Regions from separate parts of the Mus musculus genome. Here region 2 is linked to region 1. A link is a contact called in public promoter capture Hi-C data. All regions are on one chromosome and are shown on one strand. The core of a region is the stretch at or near the end of the contact, and the rest is flanking DNA. Distances in the headings are between cores, read along the strand shown. Region 1 holds the start of Spesp1 (sperm equatorial segment protein 1). Region 2 has its middle 4.3 kb from the start of Gm39353.

What was found. Promoter capture Hi-C pulls out the DNA fragments that hold promoters and counts their contacts.
Region 2: a contact with region 1 is called in a promoter capture Hi-C map of liver, with 3 times the contacts expected there. The contact joins the enhancer-like site here to the promoter of Spesp1 in region 1. A contact is called at or near these places in 6 of 39 promoter capture datasets (the 3T3-L1 cell line, embryonic stem cells, hippocampal neurons and 1 more) and 1 of 484 Hi-C or Micro-C datasets (uterus).

Annotation. Positions count from the first base shown.
Region 1 is chr9:62,279,515-62,285,586 of GRCm38.p6, forward strand. Spesp1 (sperm equatorial segment protein 1) reads right to left here and starts at 2,665. Exons shown (of 2, transcript NM_025721.2): 1 at 2,488-2,665. The coding sequence starts at 2,548.
Region 2 is chr9:62,642,247-62,648,552 of GRCm38.p6, forward strand. No RefSeq gene overlaps it. Among named protein-coding and RNA genes, the nearest start is that of Gm39353, 4.3 kb to the right of the region's middle. Within about 2 kb of position 3,730, at least 45 of the 459 cell types and tissues checked have an H3K27ac peak or open chromatin away from gene starts, as enhancers often do.

The sequences.
Region 1 (6,072 bases), core at 1,415-3,914:
GGCTCCATAAGATTGTCCTTAGCCTCCACACATGGGCTGTGGCAATACGTTCATAACATAACACAACACACACACACACGCTATACAAAGAAACTATAAAAAAAAAGTAAGCCAAAATGGAATTAAAAATAGTGTATCCTTCAAGATGAAATGCATTGTGTCTGTCTATGTGCTCAAGTATGTTTTAAACATTATAGCTTTAAAGCCAAACCATGTTGCTAATTTCAACACGTGGTTTGATATAAATGCCTGTTATAGTAAAATATCGTATACAACACTGGGAAGCATGATAGCTAAGTAAAAGAAAAAGTTGAATTTTAAAACTCACATCAAGATGAAAATGTTGAATATATCTGACCTTTGTACTTTGAGGATTCATGGACTTGGGGAGGTGAGTTGGCAAGTAGAAGCTCCCACACACATACAAGGATCTGAGTTCTAATCCCCAGGCCCCAAATAAAGCCATTCTCCACAGTGGGTAGCTCTACTCACAGAGTTCCTACCACAAGGGGGAGGGAGGAAAGAGACTCTCTGGTGTCCACAGTGGTGAACAAAAGTCCCTGTATCAAAGGCGTGGAAGGTGAAAGAAGCTTAGGTTATCTACTGACTTCCACACACATACACACCACAGCACCTACACACACACACACACACACACACACACACACACACACACACACACACACACACATTCTGAACTCATACATCTTTACTTTGTCCTGCCAACCTTGACACAGACACTGTTGACAACACACCAAAATTTAACCACAAATTTTATATGTTAATTATTAAAAGATTCTTACAACCTCAAGCACAAGAAATACAGGGTGGCCTTATTCCATAAAGAACTCGTGTATGTGGAAATAAACCTGAGCATCCATCACTCAGTAATGAGCCAGCCCTGCCTCAAGTCCATAACTTCAGACAAGTTCCATGTATTTTCCAGACCTGTCGTACAGTAGACTCAGAGAACAGAGTTCCTCAGTGCTGTATGAAGTTGTGCCTCAAATTCAAGCAAAATAAAATAACTGAGCTGACATATTTCCAGCTCAAGCTAACCAGGCTGTTGTTTTCATAACTAGAATTCTGCAGAGTGACTGGAAAAGGGACCTCTGGGTTACTTATCCAGCACTAACTTTTTACTATTAATTAAAAAGAAGTGGAGCTTTTGCTGATAGATAAAAAAGTACTTATATTAGTCAGGCATTCTGAATAGAAAATAAAATCTAATTTAATGTCTTTGTGTGCTTTGTGATTTTTTTTTTAATGTCATTAGGCTCAAGTCCTCCCACACAGAGAAGATGAGCTTGCTCCAAGCCACTTGTCTTGCTCATAGGACATCAACAATTCTAACACACTGTAGTCTTCCTGAGAGCTTGCAAAGCAGTTCTTGGAAGCCAGTTGTCATGGTTTAAAGAGACTTGGAGGCTGGGCACAAAGGTCCGTTGGTAGAACGTTTGCCTGGTTAGTGCACGAAGGCTTGCTTTGGGTACCAAGGACTGTGTTAATTGGGCGTGCTGGCACACGCCTGTAACAACCAGACATGGGGAAAGTAGAATCCTGAGGATCAGAAGGTCAAGGTAATTGTTGGCTAAGTAGTGAGTTCAAGGTCAGCCAGGGCTTCATGAGACCCGGTCTCAAAAGATAAAATGGACTTGGGGAAGGGGCAGGACAAAAAGGAAAAGGGCAGAAAAGGTGTGTGTGTGTGTGAGAGAGAGAGAGAGAGAGGCAGAGACAGAGAGAGAGGGGAGAGGGGAGAGAGAAACAGACACACAGATAGACAGAGACAGAAACACAGAGATTGAAAATAAGAGTTCACCAAGAACATCAACCTGGAAACCTTACCCTAAGAATATGCCATCTACCTCATAATTATTCATTAAAATATATATTTTTTAAGCCACAATACAGAACCTACTGTGCTGCTATCCCCTTTTAGAGACAGCCCACTCCCGTCTCTCTCTGGAGTGCTTTGCTTTGTCTAATAAACTTCTGTCTAAACTGTTGGTGTCTTTTGATTGACTTCTTTCCTTTCAGAAGCCTAGGAGACACGCCCCGACCTTCTACACATTCCCTTCAAATTTAACTGCAAGGACCCGCTAGTCCTTTACTGCCAAGGACCAGATAGTAATCATCTCAGGCCTTGCAAGGCAGAATTGTGCAGCAAGCCCTTAGTTGCTGTTCTAAAGCAGGAAAACAGCCACGGCCAAAGTATACAGTAACGACTGTGGTTGCATTCCAACAAAACATGAAGTGTTTAAGCCCAGGCTGCAATTATGTTTTGTGCCTGAGGAGTGAACACCTAAGTGCCACCTAAGGGGGGTCCCGGCTGAAAGGAGGAGGCACGGCGAGCCCAGCTTAGGAGTTGAGCATCCTGGGGGCAACGGGAGGGGCAGGATGAGGACTGAAGTGACACACTTGGCACCCAGTGTGTGACAGTGAGGTGGGAAGGTGTACACCTAGGTCACCACCAGGCACATCACTCACTTGGATACGCCAGCAGTGACGAAGGCCATAGCCACAGCGCAACTAGGACCACCAGCTTCATGGGCGTCGTTCAGAGCACTCCGCCATCCGACGGGAACGTCCTGGGGCCACCAGGCCTGGGTACCTCAGGGCCGAAAGGAGGGGATGTCAGAGGCCTACCGTCCCACGTCAGGGCCTTGGCGCCCCGCAACGGTTGCCCCAGTGAATGGATGGGGGCAGGGCGGCCGCGTGCGTGTTACGCATGCGTGTTAGGACTGCTCAGACTAGGAAGTGGCTCGATGGCGATGGGCCGCTACAGGTCCTAGGGTAGGGGCTAGAGAAGCTCGATAAGTGGCACTCTATGGCACTCCCCGGTTGAAAAGCCTGGCCTCAAGCCTTCAGCCGTTGCACAGAAGTGGATGTCTGATCGAAGAGATAACCTAGAGATTACACAGAGATGATTGTGATCGGAACTACTGAAGGAGACCCCAGTTTGCCCCTAAAAGAGATGAGACTGAAGGATCAATTGCAAGAAGGCTGAGAGCGCCCCCAATAGCTATTGGTAGTTCAGATTGCATGATTGACTGCAGTGTGTGTGTGTAGGTAGGGACATTGCAGGCTCTGTGAAGAACTTTGGTTGTCGTTTTGATTTGTTAAGATTACATGCCATTTCTTTGATGATAAAGAGGTAGAAATGATGGAGAAATGCATGACTGTAAACGGATAGTGTAATAGAATTAGTTAGGGTCTTCTCTGTCCCAGACTGACCTGGAACTACACTGCACCCACGGATAATCTGAACTAATGAAATTTCTGCCTCCACCTTCCAAACCCTGAGTTTACAGGCACAGGTATGGACCAGCATGTATCATTTCTGCTGTACTAAGTATTGAACCCAGGGCTGTGCCTGATTTAGACCAGCGCTCCACAGCCTGAGCTACTCCCCAGTCTCAGTGAGAGAATGTGTTGTTGTTGTTGTTGTTTTGGGGGGGGTGTTGTTTCTGTTTTTGTTTTCTTTTTTTGTTGTTGTTGATTTTTTTTGGAGTTATAGTCATGTGGCTACTCAATTCTATATGTGGGTTAAAATCTGTAGAACTATACTTTTTTTTCTGTATGATTAATCATTAAAACTCACATGTAATGAAATGTCTGTCTTAGAAACAAGGAACTTAGATTCCAGTCTGAGACAATGGGGGGATGCTTCAATGTTCTGAGCTAAGGAAGGCTGAGATTAGATGACAGCGGTAAAAAGCTTAGACTCATTGTAGAGACCAGAAGATGTCAAAGAAGGCAGAGTAGAGGCAAGGTCTAGTGAGGAGACTCGGGGGTACTGCTGAGGGCCTGGACTCCTGGGAGCAGACAATTCGGAGCATGTGATCATGTCTGAGACATGTAGAGTTAAAATCAGTAAGACTGTGCTTAGAGAGGTGGAGACAGGATCAAGGGTTGAAGTCTAGGCCAGCTCCATGTCTTAGCTATTGTGATTACAAAGCAATCAATATGTGTGTGTAAGTCTGTCTGTGGCATGCTGACTTCAGGTACACACCCAGGGATGGAATAGTTGATTGTATGGTAGTTCCATTTTTTAAAAACAAACAAAGAAACAAAAATTGTGTGTGGTGCCAGAGAGGTGGCTCAGTAGGTAAGAGCACTGGCAGCTCTTCCAGAGATCCTGAGTTCAATTCCCAGCAACCACATCAAGGTGGCTCATAACCATCTGTAATGTTATCCCATTCCCTCTTCTGGTGTGTCTGAAGAGAGCGACAGTATACTCACATACATAAAAATAAATAAATAAATAAATAAATCTTAAAAAATATACTTGAAAGCCAACCTAGGCTACATGAGACACTGTCTCAAAAATAATAAAGATTAGGGAATTGTTTAAATGTGGAGGAGGAGAAAATAGGAGACGATGCCCAGATTTCTGGCTAGATCATTAGGGTTTTTTGATGAACATTTACTGAAATGTGCAATGTAGGTACGTACGGAGGTGGAGAAGGATAAAGAATTTTGTGCTCCATGCTGTTAAGGTAAGGATGGGCTTGGGACCTCTGACCGGAGTGGTCTATCCCGTGAGGAGTTGGATGTAGGCCAGGAAGAAAGCTGAAGCAGAGGTTGAGTTATAGGCGTGAACATTTGGTAGCAGAGCTGTCTGAGATAGATCAAGAAAGATGGGCAGATGGAGCAGACCCTGGTCCTAGGATGGATCGCCAGGAGACAGGCAGGCTAGAGAGGACACAGTGGAGAGGGAAGGATTCCAGAGAATGGTGGTGGTAAGGAACCCGAGAGGCACACTGTGGAGGAGTCTCAGACTGTTGAACTTCTGAAAAGACAGATGGGGGAGGGGGGCAGAAGGAAGAGGGGGGAGGCAGACACAAAGACAGGCTTAGGCCTAGCATCAGCTACAGGCCCTTGACAGGAACAGTTTCGGTGAAGTGGTTTGGGAAGAAGCCAGGCCAGGCTGAGTCAAGGGATGAGTAAGAGGTAACGAAGTCGTGACAGCTTGCACGGTGCTGTTTCAGGCTTGGTTCGTGAGTCTTCGAGGCTCCCCAGCAGTGCTCACCCCAAATATAGCAGCATGCTGGAACCAAACAGTTGGGACTGTTTGGAAAGCAACTTGGAATATGTAACAAAAGCAGTAACATAATACACACACTGTGATATAAATTCTATAACACAGATTCAGGGAGAGAACGTAGGTCCTAAGATAACCGTAGCTTGTAATACAGAGACAGTCAAATCCAAAGAAAATATGGACCTAAGGTTCCTACTCCCTACCCCCATCACCTGTTGAAATCCCAGCTCTCGCCAAGATGAGAAGGCGATGGAGCTTTTGAGAGATGAATACCTTCACGAGTGAGATTGGTACCCTAAAACAGAGACCCCAGAGGTTCTGTGGGAGGACACTGGATGACAGTCATCTGTGAAGAAGGTGGCTTCCACCAGACACCAAATCAACTCTCCCACCTCCCAGTAGTTGAAATAAATTGTTGTTTCAATCACCTGGCCTGTGGTGTTATTTGGTACAACAGCCTGAACAAATCGAACCAGGCAAACTACGTTTGTCGAGTAGAATACTGTGCAACCAGGGGCTGGGGAAGTGACTGAGCTGGGAAAGTCCTTACTATGTGAGCCTGGGGACCTTTGTGCTGATCCTCTGTATACATGTAGAAAGCCAGGTGTCACCACCTGGTGTCAGTAACTATAACCCCAGAAGTGGGGAAGTGGGGACAGGAGGATCCCTGGAGCTTGCTAGCCAGCCAGTCTAGACAAACCAGACAGCTCGGTGAGCAACCCTGTCTCAGTAAGTAAGGTGGAGACTGACACGTGGTCTCCATGTGCAGGAGCACACATGTATTCAAATGCACACATGCACACACACTTACGGGCACACACATATGAAAATAGAAGATACACATAGGCGTGGAGTGTGCTAAAACATTCTATTTTGGTTTTCAGTGAGCCAGGAAAGGTTCTATCTACTCTCTTCTGCTGTCTCAGCCTAAGATTTTCCGTAGACACCATCTTTAGATGGACATAGCTCATCCAAAGTTTGTATGTATTGCACTTATTCCTTCTCTCAGTCCAGTAGATTGGGGTAAA
Region 2 (6,306 bases), core at 2,480-4,979, 360 kb after region 1:
CCGATCTACTTCTCCCCACCACCAGATCCTTAATAGCTCTGTTCTTCATTAGCCAAGTCCATCGCAGGAGTCAGAGCATCAGGCGTGACACAGTCCCTGAGTGCACCAGGTGCACCCTAGTTTTGAGATGCCAGCTGTTCACTGGGATTCTTGTCCGGGGAACTGGGAGGGAGCCCAGGACGTGCACTTTTAACATCTCCCGGGATGGGTGAGAAGCAAGAGGGTCTCACATCTCATTTTGAGAGCGGGGCTCTCAGAGCTCACAACTGCATAGGACAGTGGGTGTGGCCAGCTATGGCCTGACCTGAAGGATGCTAAGAGGGGATGGTAGAGGGACCTGATTAAAGGTTCTGTGTAATCTCATGAGCTGTGGTTAAGGGCCTGTGACAGTGAAATCACAGACAGACAGCTAAGAACAAACACAAAAGCAAGGTGCAGACTTAGTGAGAAGGCAGAACCCCAGAATTTAGAATTTCGTTTTTCATTTTTGTTTTTGTTTTGGTTTTTTTTGCTTGTTTGTTTTTATTTTTCCTTTTTTGCTTGTTTGTTTATTTGTTTGTTTTCCAAGACAGGGTTTCTCTTTGTAGCTCTGGCTATCCTAGAACTCACTCTATAGAGCAGGCTGGCCTCGAACTCATGGAGATCTGCCTGCCTCTATCTCCCTAGTGCTGGGATTAATGGCATGTGCCATCAGGCCCAGTGAGGGTGATTTTATAAAGGAAGGAGGTGAGGGATTCCTTAAACCCTCTTCTGAGGAGGGGAGTCAGGAGCTTTCCCCAGAGCTGCTGTGTAACAAGGGCAGAGTTCAGCCCAGCTTGTGAGGACACCTTCGACTCTCCCTGCAGAAGGGGCTTCAGAGTCCCTTAGAAATTGGAGAAAGTTTTAATTCCATCTTTTCTTCTCAGCAGCAGCACGCTGTACATCTAGAAAGAAAAGCTATGGCCAGTAGCCGGTTCGAAGAGCAGGCGAGAGCCCCAGAAAGAAAACTCCCACTAAGATGTGGCTGCCTGGGGCTGGAAAGATGGCTCAGTGGTTAAGAGCAATGGCTAATCTTCCTTAGGATCCCGGTTCAATCCTCAGCACCCACATGGCAGCTCACAACTGTCTGTAACTCCAGGTCCAGAGGATCCAATCCCCTCCCAGACCTCTGCAAGCACCATGCGCAGACATACACACACTCAAAACACCAGCCACACAAAATAAATAATAACATTTTAATAATTATAATAATAAAAAGGACAGGGACTCCTGGAACAGGGAGTTGACTCCATAAATAAGGTACTTATATGCAGGCACGCCCACCAGAGTTTGGATCCCAGAACCCACATCAAAGCCTGCCTGTATCCCAGCACTCAGGAGGTAGAAATGGCCCTGAGAAGCCGGCTGGGTAGGCTAGCAGAGTCAGTAAGCACTGGGCTTGGCTAGAGACATGGCCTCAATAGACAAAGAGGAAAGTGGTGAAGGAAGACCCTCAGTCAATCTCTGACCTCCACACGCATGCTCACACATGAGCACCTGCTCCTGGACACACACATGCACCACATACATGTGAACATACATCTACACATGCAGGCACATTTCATACACGCACGGTCACAACTACTACATCACTTCTGAGGACAAGCAGAGGGAAATACCAGCTTCTCCTCTAACAGTATACACATTTAGGCCAGACCCGAACTCCTGGGGAGGTAGTTACGACCGTCTGAGGAAGGGTGAGGTAACTATACCACAGAGGCAGAGTGCAGAGGGGACACGGTCAGAAAGGTGTCCACAGCTCTTCTTGTTACTCGGTGAAGTGGTCTATGCAACCTTCCACCTGACCCCCCACAATCTTTATTAAGCTGAGCTCATGGGTGTGGAGGGGGGTGGCACAGTTAATAAATCACATCCATGCAAGGTTGGGGACTAGAATTCGAGCCACAGCACCAATATTTTAAAAAGCTGCTTTGGGTTGTATGTAATCTCAGCCCTGGGGAGGCAGAGACCAGACAGTTTAGCTCAGTCAGCATGCTCCAGGCCCGTCTGAGACCCCATCTCAAAAACAAGATAGACGCTCCTGAAGAGTGACATGAGAGATTGCCTCCTGGCTTACACACAGACACAAACACACACACACACACACGCATGCATACACATGTAATGAGGAACCTGCACAAATACATACACACACACACTTAAAAACAAACCTTCCTTAGGTTGTATTGCTTTCCTAGTTGGCTTTGAGGAGCGAGCTTGCTTTTCAGAGACACGAAAAAGTCTTGGTTTCTTGGCGAAGCTGGGTCTGAGACATAACCCAGAGCACTGCTCACAGGAGAGCCAAACCTGAGCTTTAATCATGCTAATGGCCATTGTCAGTTGAACTTGTATACACGCAGTGCTAAGTGCATTACATAGACTTTACTCACAGTCCTCCACAGTGGAAACTGACAGCCTTCTTTTTAAAAAGAAAGAAAAACTGAGACTCTAAATTAAACTCAATTAGTGACGAACAGCCCAGGATTCCTCCTTAGGCCTGTGACCTCAGACCTGGGTTTTAAAAGCTTTCTTTCTCAGAGGTGGTTTTCATTATGCCAGTGCAATGAACAGTCTGAGGCTGGTGACTGGCAGCCAGGGCTGGGGCATGGTTTATGAGTATGGGCGAGAGTTGTGGCCATGGACAATGCTACATGTAGATACAGTCAGCATGGCCCATGTGCTTGAAGATACACACATGTCTTCTGTACACTTCTACTGGGAACAAACCCTCTGCACCTCTACTCTGCCCGGTATTCCCCTGGGAACTCTGGGAACTTCCAACAGGAGACCCGAGGCCATGGGAGTTTGGCAGAGGAAAGACAGCACTTGCTTCCCTGGGTCTACAGATGTTGCCTTGTGACCTGGCCGAAGCCATACAGGGTGTGAGGTGCAGGGGACACAGCAGCACCAGAATCGTTAAGCTCACTTCTCTCATGGAGGAAACTGACTTCAGCCATCTCCTCAGGCAAGCATTCAATTGCACTGTGACTCTGCAAGGGACTGTGACTGGGCAGAGTTTGGGGTACAGAGGCTGAAGACTAGAGATGAACAGATAGTTGTCACCCAGGTGACAGGCGGGAGGAACATTTCAGACAGAGGGGATAGATAGCCTGTGTGCAGGGCCCCTGTGGTGGGACGGATGCAATGGGAGCAGCCAGGGCCAGCATGAGGTCCAGGAGAAGATGGTGACATAACCCTACCAGGCACCTGAGAAGCATAGGACGGTCTGTCTGAGGACAGTAGGGGGACAATAATCACACACAGGAGTTGTGATTGTGACAGATCTGCATTTCTGAAAGGGAAGTCTGGCTTTCAGGGGAGCAAGGAGGCATACAGAGAACCTGAGAGGGAGGCACCTGTATAGCACATAGCCTTAGCCATCTAGACAATGATGACAGAGCTGAGGCCTTTAGAAGCAGCTTCGCCATGGTTCCTAAGTCTTAGCATCTAAGAAGAGATACCCAGCTTCCCAGCCTATGTGAGAGCAAAGCAGTCCCTGACGCTAGGGAGGATGCTCTGCCTCATTCTCAGAGTCTCTTATGTTTGGCTTCGCTCGGGCTTTTTGGAAAATAGTAGAGAGACAGGGGAAGGAGGCAAGTTCTCCAATTTCTGGGCCATTTTCCCATTTTTTGTGGGAAAGTGCCCTGCAGTTATCTGTATAGATTGTCAGAGTGGATGGCAGCAAGCCCAGCCCAGGCCCTTTAGGGGAGAAGAAATGCATGATTCAGCTGGCAGGAGGGAGCCAGGGGGGTTAGTAATTGATGGTGGAGGCCAGAGCAAGGCTAGGGGCAGAGGGGAGACAGTGAGGGGCCTGAGATCCTCTGGGCAGAGATGCTCTAGAGAGCATGATGAGACAGGAGTGAGACTTTGGGGCCCCTCTGCAGGCAGAGAGGCTCCTGGGCACTGCTGCCTAAAGGCAAATCCGCCGTGCAGGGAGCCAAGAATTAATAGGTCAGGACCAATGGGGTGGCTGATCCAGTGGTAGAATTGCTTTTGGTCCCGGTCCAGCCTGCAAATTACAGGCCTAGGTTGCTGCTTCTGGAAAAGCTACTGGAATCAGGGTCTGCTGGTGACTGTGGTCAGCAGTCACACTGCCCTGCCTTGCCTTTCTGGGGCCATGGTCAGCTCTGATGGGGGGGGGGGGGCAGGGCTCTCCTTCCTATGTGTCAGGAACTTTGACATCACTGATATGTCAAAGAAGGGTTTGAGGGTTCCCAATTGCAAAAGTGAGCCTGGCTTCACGGGGCCTAAGAGACATGAGCAGCAGGTCTAATCCTCATGTGCCTGTGCGGTGTCCTGGATGGTTGCTAGGAGGCAGGAAGTGGATTTCCTAGCTTGGCCATGGCTATGAGGCTTTGGAAACTGTGTCGCCGCATTCTGAGCCTTGGTGTCCCAAGCTGGGAAATGAAGATTTTCGATGGCCAAGGTCAACACCAAACAAAAACAGGGTGACTGTAGGACTCTGACAAGCTCATGTCCACTGGGGTGGCACTTCCTCTGGCCTTCTGCCTTGTAAGTAGCCAGCTATCCTGCTGCACACATGATGAAGCCAAGGCTACAAAGCGAAGGGTTCTGACTGCTATCAAGTGGATGGTGACTGGCTGAGCCAGCACTCTACCCCCATCCACCCAGCCAAGGCTAAGGTGCCCGCCCCCCTGACCCTATATGGCTGCCTGTGGGTTCGTCTGGAGTCAATTTACGTTTAAGGAGGTTTTAAAAAATATTAGTTCTGAAATTCAGAACCAGAGACAACAGTTGCCTTGTTAATTTTCAGGCAGGACTTAAAGTGGGCGGGACTGTGGGGGTCAGCTCCAGCCAACACCACGTGAATTCCGACCAAATAAAAAGCCTGGAGCAGTGCCACCAACATCTTTTGGAACCTGTGTAGTAAGGTCAGACTGGGTGGGGTTGGTTTACAGAGATCATAAAAAATCAAAGATTTCAGACATCAAGTATTTGCCCACTCTGCCCCAAAGATTTTATTTATTTGGTTTGTTTATTTCAGGGTGTGAATGTATGTAGTGTGTGTGTGTGTGTGTGTGTGTGTGTGTGTGAGAGAGAGAGAGAGAGAGAGAGAGAGAGAGAGAGAGTGAGTGTGAGAGTGTGTGAGAGTGTGTGTGAATGTGAGAGAGTGTGTGTGAGTGTGAGAGTGTGTGTGAGTGTGTGTGAGAGTTTGTGAGAGTGTGTTTGTGTGTGTGAGTGTGAGAGTGTGTGTGAGTGTGTGTGAGAGTGTGTTTGAGTGTATGTGAGTGTGTTTGTGTGTGAGTGTGTGTGTGTGTGTGTGTGCATGTACAGTAGGTATTTGGGCATGCACATATGCAGAGTCCAGAGGTTGATATCAAGTGGCTTCCTCTATAACTTTCCACCGTATTTTGAGACAGGGTCTCTCACTGAGCCCAGAGATTACCAATGCAGCTATACTGGCAAGCCAGTGAGCTCCAGCCTGTCTCTGTCTCCTCAGTGCTGGGATTATAGACACACACACACACACACACACACACACACACACTGCTATTCCAGGCTTTTAGCTTTTAAATGTGCATGCTGTGCATCCAAACTGAGGTCCTCATGCTCGTCCGGCAAGCAGCTTTCCAATGGAGCTTCTCCCCTCCTCCACAGTTTCATAGATACAGAACCTGAGCTCTCTAGATGGGGGTGGGGTGGGGGTGGGTGGGGGGAGCTGCCTGAGACCTTGAGTCTTTCTTCTCCACAGAGCTTCAAAATGGCAGCAGCCTCCTATATTCGTCACAGATGACCAGATAATCTCAGGAAGTGAGGTGGCTACACTTCTCAGAAGCCCTTCAGCAAGCCACAGGGAATCCCGCTGGCCTCTACGAACATGCTCAGGGGTCTTTAACTGAAAGCTTATCCTCACCCCCAATCAGTCCTGCAACATGGTCCCTCAGCAGCCAGCTACCACCTCCACAAACTCCTCACTACCCCATGCCTCCGTTTCCACCACCATTGCCAATTGCTCTAGATTTTAGTTGCTTGTTTGTTTGTTTGTTTGTTTGACTCCAAACACGGCCTTTGCACAGGCTGAGCTACTGGCAACCCCACCACTGCTTGACAGCCTCAGCCCTCGTGTTTATTGAGATATGACCTCATGATGTAACCCAGGCTGGATTTGAACTTGCAGTCCTCCAGCTTCAACCTCTTGAGTGCTGGGGTTACAGGTGTTACCACAACATGCCTAACCAAAAAAAAAAAAAAAGGTAATTTTTAGTCAATGCTAGGATCTGAGAGGGCAGTACTCCAGCTGGGGTACAGCCTGCCTGTTACTCACTT